Regions from separate parts of the Mus musculus genome. Here region 2 is linked to region 1. The links are chromatin contacts, called in public HiChIP or PLAC-seq maps. All regions are on one chromosome and are shown on one strand. The core of a region is the stretch at or near the end of the contact, and the rest is flanking DNA. Distances in the headings are between cores, read along the strand shown.

Region 1 (3,187 bases), core at 177-2,676:
CATAGAGTCTTTCAAGCAGCTTCCCTAGATGGGCCACATCCAGGTCTCCTTTCAGTCAAGGTGAGAAGAACGTGCCCAGGCTATTCTCTGCCTACATTGAGAGGTTTGAGAAAGAGGGGTCACTCTTTGACAGCAAGATTAACTGGAAACACAGGGTGATGTCACAACAGCAGTGACTCTTCTCACCTGGGATTGATCTGGGGACACTGATGCTCACAGTCCTGTCTGAAGAGTGAAGTCTCCAGGTCTTCGGCCATCTGCTCGCAATAATGGCAGATTCACTTTCAGATCCCATGACCTCTCAGGGTGCTCTTGCAGGGGTTCTCAAGGCCTGGGGTGAGTGCTGCTTCCCTTAGAGTGCAGGCAGGGTCACCTCAACATCTGAGGCACTCACTGGGGTTCTCTCTGCCCTGATTCTGGCAGCAGACACTCTCCAAAAGAGCCTGCCACATTGTAAACCCATTAAGGCTTGACTCCCTGGGGACAACAAAGAGAACTAACTGCCTTTTGAATGTGGGCTGTGTGGAGGGGACAGCAGTGCCTTCTGGCACCGGGGCTTGTCCTCAGGGCCAGGGTAATCTGTAGGGAAAGTTACAGGCTTCTGAGGGGATATTTTCACAGGTTCTCCAAACAAAAGGCTCTTTCTTTCCACTCTGTCCGACTCTCCTGCTAATTAACTGAGCCTAGTGGAAAGCAGGCCACTTCTGCAAAGAGACTCCTGTGCACGGGGTGCTTAGGATGTTTTTGTCTTGTTTGTCCGAGGAGGCACTGAGAAGGCCCTATTTGGGGAGCTGGTAGCAAGGCTGCCTGCAGACTGTCACAGGACACCTCATTTCTTCTAGTAATTTCCCCCATATGCACAGCCCAGCAAGCTGTGCTCGCCTGGCAGACATGGTAAGCACCTCGTCTAGGTCACTCAGTCCCCTCCTGCAATTGATTGTCCTTCACCTCAGGGACCATTCAGTCCATGTCTTCTTGGCACTCCTGGGCTGTAGCTCACTGACCTCTGTTTACTGCCCTGTTGTCGCTATTTAAGAAGTCCCTTTCCAGACCATCTGTCTTAGATTGCTATTCTGTTTACTTTCCCGCAGGCCCAGGGCCCTGTCTCTTGTATGTCTTTTGAATTCAAAATGCACTGGAGGACCGGGAAGCTCATTAGGCAAGCAATTTCTATTCCAGCGTCTGCTTAGGCAAAGTTTGCCAGAGCCTGCCAGCCTTCTGGAATTGTGGCTGAACCTTTCGAAACTTAGCTTTTAACACTGCCTTTTTTTTTTCTTCCCTTGTTTTGTAATGTTTATAACTAAGTACTATGCAGTTTGGAAAGAGTACTGAATCTTGTTTGTTTTATTCCTGTGTATGACCTTGACCATGAGGAGACATGTAAATTTGATCTGACTCTTATCAGTATTGACTCAAGATTTCTCATTTGTTTCTGTTTAGGCCGGTTTGGTTATGAGACTCGGGGTTGGGGGGGAAGCTCTTCACAGGCCTCTAGTGGACATGCAGCAGAACTGTTGAAATCTCACATTCAAATGCATTGGACCTTGGTGTGGAATTAGGCAATCGCAGAAATAACATTCTTTGTTGGTATTTCAATTAAGGATAAGTCATTGCATTTGTGTTAAAGGCAAAGGGAAGAAGAGTGACCGGAATCAAATTCGTGTTTGCCTTTGGCAGATCACTACCTAGTGGTCAACTTCTGCCGGCTCTATATTTATTTTGGCTTTTATTTGTGTGCCTATGGGTTTTGGGGCCTTCGTGCCACAGAGTGTAGCATGTGAAGGGCAGAGGGTAGCTTGCAGGAGTCCGAACTCTCCTCCTCCCTGTTCATCTCATGTGGGTTCTGAAAGAATAAAAAGGGAAAGGAATGTGCCTGATTCCAGTGAGGCATGGTGGAGGAGATGGTTCATTGTTGACATGGAAGAAGGTGGGAACATCTGGGAGGGTCCAAAGTAGACATAACCCTGAGCCATTCGAGGAGAGGGGGGAAGGGAAGAGAGAGAGGAGAGAGAGGGGAACCAGCAGCCAGGAGGCCCAAAGGTACAAAAAGAGACTAGGTAACCAAAATGGTTAGATTATATAGCGAAGGGAAGCTGGAGGAAGGGCAGCCCAGCCCAATGGGCTGGAGAATTCAGGGCAGGGGATGGAGCACACCAGCCAGCCAGGATGGCCCCTTATCTGGGAGAACCTGGAAGCCTCTCCTTTGATATGTTAAGTAGGCCCCTCTGCCATTTGTCTAGGGTTTGAAACCTAACAGTTTCCAGTCCTGGAAACAAATGCCTCTTCCCTCTGAGCCTTCACCTTCTCCTCATGCAGTTATAACTTTACCAAATACTTTCGCTAGAGCAGCCATACAGAACAATAAAGAGTCTTATTTCATCAAAGCAATTTAATTGTAACATCACCTTATCATTTCAAGTCAACTGCATTGTGAATTCATTTTGCCCAAGGTTGGTGAGGTCTTTGAAATACCTGCTATTTTAATAGATTCGTAGTCTGAATGCTTCACCTGAACTAAGCAAAAAAAAAAAAAAAAAAAAAAAAAAAATCACAAGTCCTTGTCAAGAAATATGTGAAGAATCATTATGCAGAGAGAACCCCACCCTTCCCCGACGCCTGAATCCCACTCCCCACCCCCACCCCCCACCCCACATACAGTGATTTTCCATGAGGGCTCCCTTGCCTCTTCATGCTTCTGTGCCTCGCTTTTATGTTTCCTTTGCTTGAGTAACTCCACCCTTGCACCACTTAACCCACCCAGCAAAATCCTTCATATCCTTACCCATCCAAATCAAATGTTCTTTTTTCTTTCTTTTTTTTTTCTTTTTTCCTTCTCTCTCTCTCTCTCTCTCTCTCTCTCTCTCTCTCTCTGGCAATTCTAACACACACACAGAGTAGTGGATTCTGCACCACTGCTGCCTATTCACTGTATGATAAAGTTAGTTTATAAAGAGCCTGTTTCTTTCTGAGGATGGGTCTTGGACTTCATGTGGCCCATTAGGCTATATTCTGACAAGTGATGATGTTTGCAATGTCCTCTGTACCCGGGCATTTAGTGAAGGTTTCTTTGAAGTTGACTGCTATCCCATGGGGTGCTTATCCTTGGTAAACGGTCAGGGTAAGGTGTTGCATCTCATCTTTTTCACGTCTGTGTGTCTGTGTGTCTGTGCATGCGCTCAGGTATCCT
Region 2 (3,187 bases), core at 473-2,972, 130 kb before region 1:
TTGAACCAGACCAATGACTCATTGGAATGAATATTCACAAGTAAAGATATATGGACAGAAGGGACTGTGGGACACACTGACACACTCCAGCACCTACGGTGAGATGTTTTCTGTGCTGTGTTTTAGTCTGTTTCTTTGTGTGTATGTTTTTTAATTGGGTGGGGAGTGGAGGTTGCCAGGGTGAAGGACAGATGGGGGGGGGGCAAAGAGTGCATGATGTGAAACTCACAACTAATCAATAAAAAGTTAAGAAGAATAGGAGATGCTCCACAGACATGCTCACAGGACACACTGATGGAGACAGTTCTTCAGCTAAGGTTCCCTCTTCCTGGGAGTGTCACATAGACAATCAGGATTAGCCATGGAATAGCTGTAATTAAGATACTAAGAATAAAGGGAGAAAGAGACTGTGGCTGAGGGTCTGGAGGTAGCCAGAAAAGGCCTCCTGACTAAGAAAACATTTGAGCAGAGCTCTAAAGAAAGTACTGCCCTATGTTTTGAAAACACTCTCTCTCTAAAATAAATAAATAAATAAATAAATAAATAAATAAATAAATAAATAAAAAGATTTGTGCCTCTTAACTAGGAAAATAACTTTTGGATCTAGAACATTTTTTTTTCAGTAGAACATTGTTCTAGGTTGGGCTGGAGAGAGAGATTAACAATGCAGTGTACTGTGTCTACTACTCTTACAGAGGACCCATGTTCAATTCCCAGCACCTACATCAGGTGGCTCACAGCTGCTTGTAACTCCATCTCCAGGGGAATCTTGTAGAGACTTCTGCCCTCTGAAGCCACTTGCACTTGTAATATTTGCATACACACACACACACACACACACACACACACACACACCACAGAATTGAAGACTGTGGGCCTACTCAGACTTTCTCATGTGTGCAGGTAGCATGCATGCAGCCCCCCATACACCCCGTGAGTCTGACATGAGGAAGCATAATTCCTTGTATGGCAGTGCCCAGCATCTGATATCGATATTAATGTTTTCTGAGTCACAGACAATGCAAGATTTGAAGAGAAAAACAAGCTTGTTTCTGATCTGTTCCGTATCATGTTTGTGATTGGAATATTTGAGTAATGGAGAAGCCACACTTGTGTTGACATAGGAATCAGAAGTATCTACTAGTTTTCAAGAGAGACAGTACAGACCCTTTGATTTTTAGAGCAGAGATCTTGGCATCCTGTCCTTTGGCCTTAGACTTCTCCAGTATTCTGTGCAGTATTCATACGATGAAAGTTCCTTGGCTCATCCAGAAAGGTGTGTGTGTGTGTGTGTGTGTGTGTGTGTGTACATCTCTCTCTCTCTCTCTCTCTCTCTGTGTGTGTGTGTGTGTGTGTGTGTGTGTGTATGTATACACATTGGAGTCAGGCAGAGGAGAGGGGAGTGGGAAGCAAGCTGAACTTGCTCCAGCAAGCTCTCGCAGCCCCATCTTCCTCATGGCAGGCCACATGCCTCCCTGTACAGATGAGTGGTCACCATAAGAATCACAGAAGGAAATAAACACCATAACTCACCCAAAGCAGCACCTCTCCTACATGCCCATAGGGATACTCATTCTTAAAGATTGTGTACAGGGGTCTGCTTGGTTGTTGTTGTCTGTTGTCAGCACTTCCTGGAGGACGTTTGCAAACTCAGCTTGAAAATGGCCCGGTGACAGCCCCTTGTCACAGCCCTCAGCTACTGTGACTCATTCTTAGTCATGCCTGCAGGTTAAGGGGCATATCTGAGATTCTCTCTTCGGAACACTGCTGATTCCAAGTTACCACCCATGCATTCTAAACACACTCCCGTCCCAAAACATTGCTCCGTCCCTCACTCTGCCCCATACGTAGCAAAGGAGACCTTTACTTTGATCCATTCTGTTTGTTGGAGAGCACCTTTTTTGGTCTCTTGTTTTCAGAGAAAAAGACTTTAAAGGACACTGAGCCTGGAGAAAGAGTCACACCACTAAACAAACATCCCGCAACCTTCCTTTCTTTTCCTGATGCCTCGTTGACTTGTTTGTCCTGTTTTTCGCCCTCTTTGAGTTTGCTACTTACAACAGCATGCTCTGTGGTTCCTCACTTTCTTCATCTGTCTTCTGGGAAGTGCAGCAATGAGATGCCTTCCCCAGTACCTGTGATGCGCTGTATCCTTACCTCTATTTCAGCCTCTTCTGAGAGCTGCTGAGCATTGTTTGCACCAGTTATTTCACTCTTAAAGATGGAGGTTTGGGCATGCCTTGAGAGGACTCGAGGGGAACTTGCACTGGTCAGTCCTACTAATAGCACTTACAGAAAGACACTACATTAAACAAACAAACAAAAAGAACTTTGAGTGAGTCCAACATTGATTCTTTTATCCATACAGCAAGTAGAAGCTTGGTGCGTCTTAGCTTTATAAAGATGTAAAATGAATAATAATAGGTGTGGCTTTTACGGCTTGGTATCCAATGAACTGTATATTACTGAGGAAGTGTAACCTTAGGCTCCTCACACAGCAGTGGCGCTGTGAGACGAAGCCACATTGGGACACATTCTAGAATTCATGTCTGTGTTCTATCTCATTAGTGGCACGATGAAGCATAAAATATTTATTTCTAGCTTATTACCTTTCTTTTCAGAAAAAGTGCCATGGCATCTACAAGTTAATCAAAGATAAAGTATATTGTGTTGAAGTATTTTTAATATTAGCATGCACATCCATGATCTGAAAGTTTTCAGCACCACATACACAATTATTTGCCAAGCATTCCCTAAGCCCCTGGTTTCTGCCAGAATTATCCTAAAAATTATTCATTTGAAATATCATAATTTCCAAACAATCATTCTGAAGTCTACACATGCATACACAGACACAGACATACACATGTATACACACATACAAACTACATATCCTTATTTAGAAAAATCTGCCTACATTTTTATTTTTAAACTCCTTAGGATTTATTTTAACTATATGTATATGTCTAAGGGGATGTGGATGTATATACATATATGTGCAAGTATCCATAGGGTCCAGGTATGTAGCATCCGGATCTGGAGTTACAGGCAGTTGTGAGCATTCCTTCATGGCTCCTGGGGACCAAGGTCCTCTGCTAGAGCAGTTTGTGCTCTTAGCTGCTGTGCCATCTCTCCAGCCCATCCGTGCCTACATTTCCTTTTTAACTTACTATATGCACTAGGTAGT

What was found. HiChIP or PLAC-seq counts read pairs in DNA pulled down with a chosen protein or histone mark.
Region 2: a contact with region 1 is called in an HNF4G HiChIP or PLAC-seq map of pancreatic cancer cells. The contact joins two enhancer-like sites. A contact is called at or near these places in 1 of 484 Hi-C or Micro-C datasets (the AML12 cell line), 1 of 115 datasets of contacts at active chromatin or transcription factors (pancreatic cancer cells) and 1 of 9 other capture datasets (embryonic stem cells).

What each region holds. Positions count from the first base shown.
Region 1 is chr5:151,140,745-151,143,931 of GRCm38.p6, reverse strand. All of the region lies in intron 1 of Stard13 (StAR-related lipid transfer (START) domain containing 13), which reads left to right. Among named protein-coding and RNA genes, the nearest start is that of Stard13, 48 kb to the left of the region's middle. Within about 2 kb of position 1,426, at least 151 of the 459 cell types and tissues checked have an H3K27ac peak or open chromatin away from gene starts, as enhancers often do. A contact at or near this core is called in pancreatic cancer cells, where this site is marked.
Region 2 is chr5:151,272,991-151,276,177 of GRCm38.p6, reverse strand. It overlaps a transcript of Stard13 not described here. Among named protein-coding and RNA genes, the nearest start is that of 5430435K18Rik, 22 kb to the right of the region's middle. Within about 2 kb of position 1,722, at least 17 of the 459 cell types and tissues checked have an H3K27ac peak or open chromatin away from gene starts, as enhancers often do. A contact at or near this core is called in pancreatic cancer cells, where this site is marked.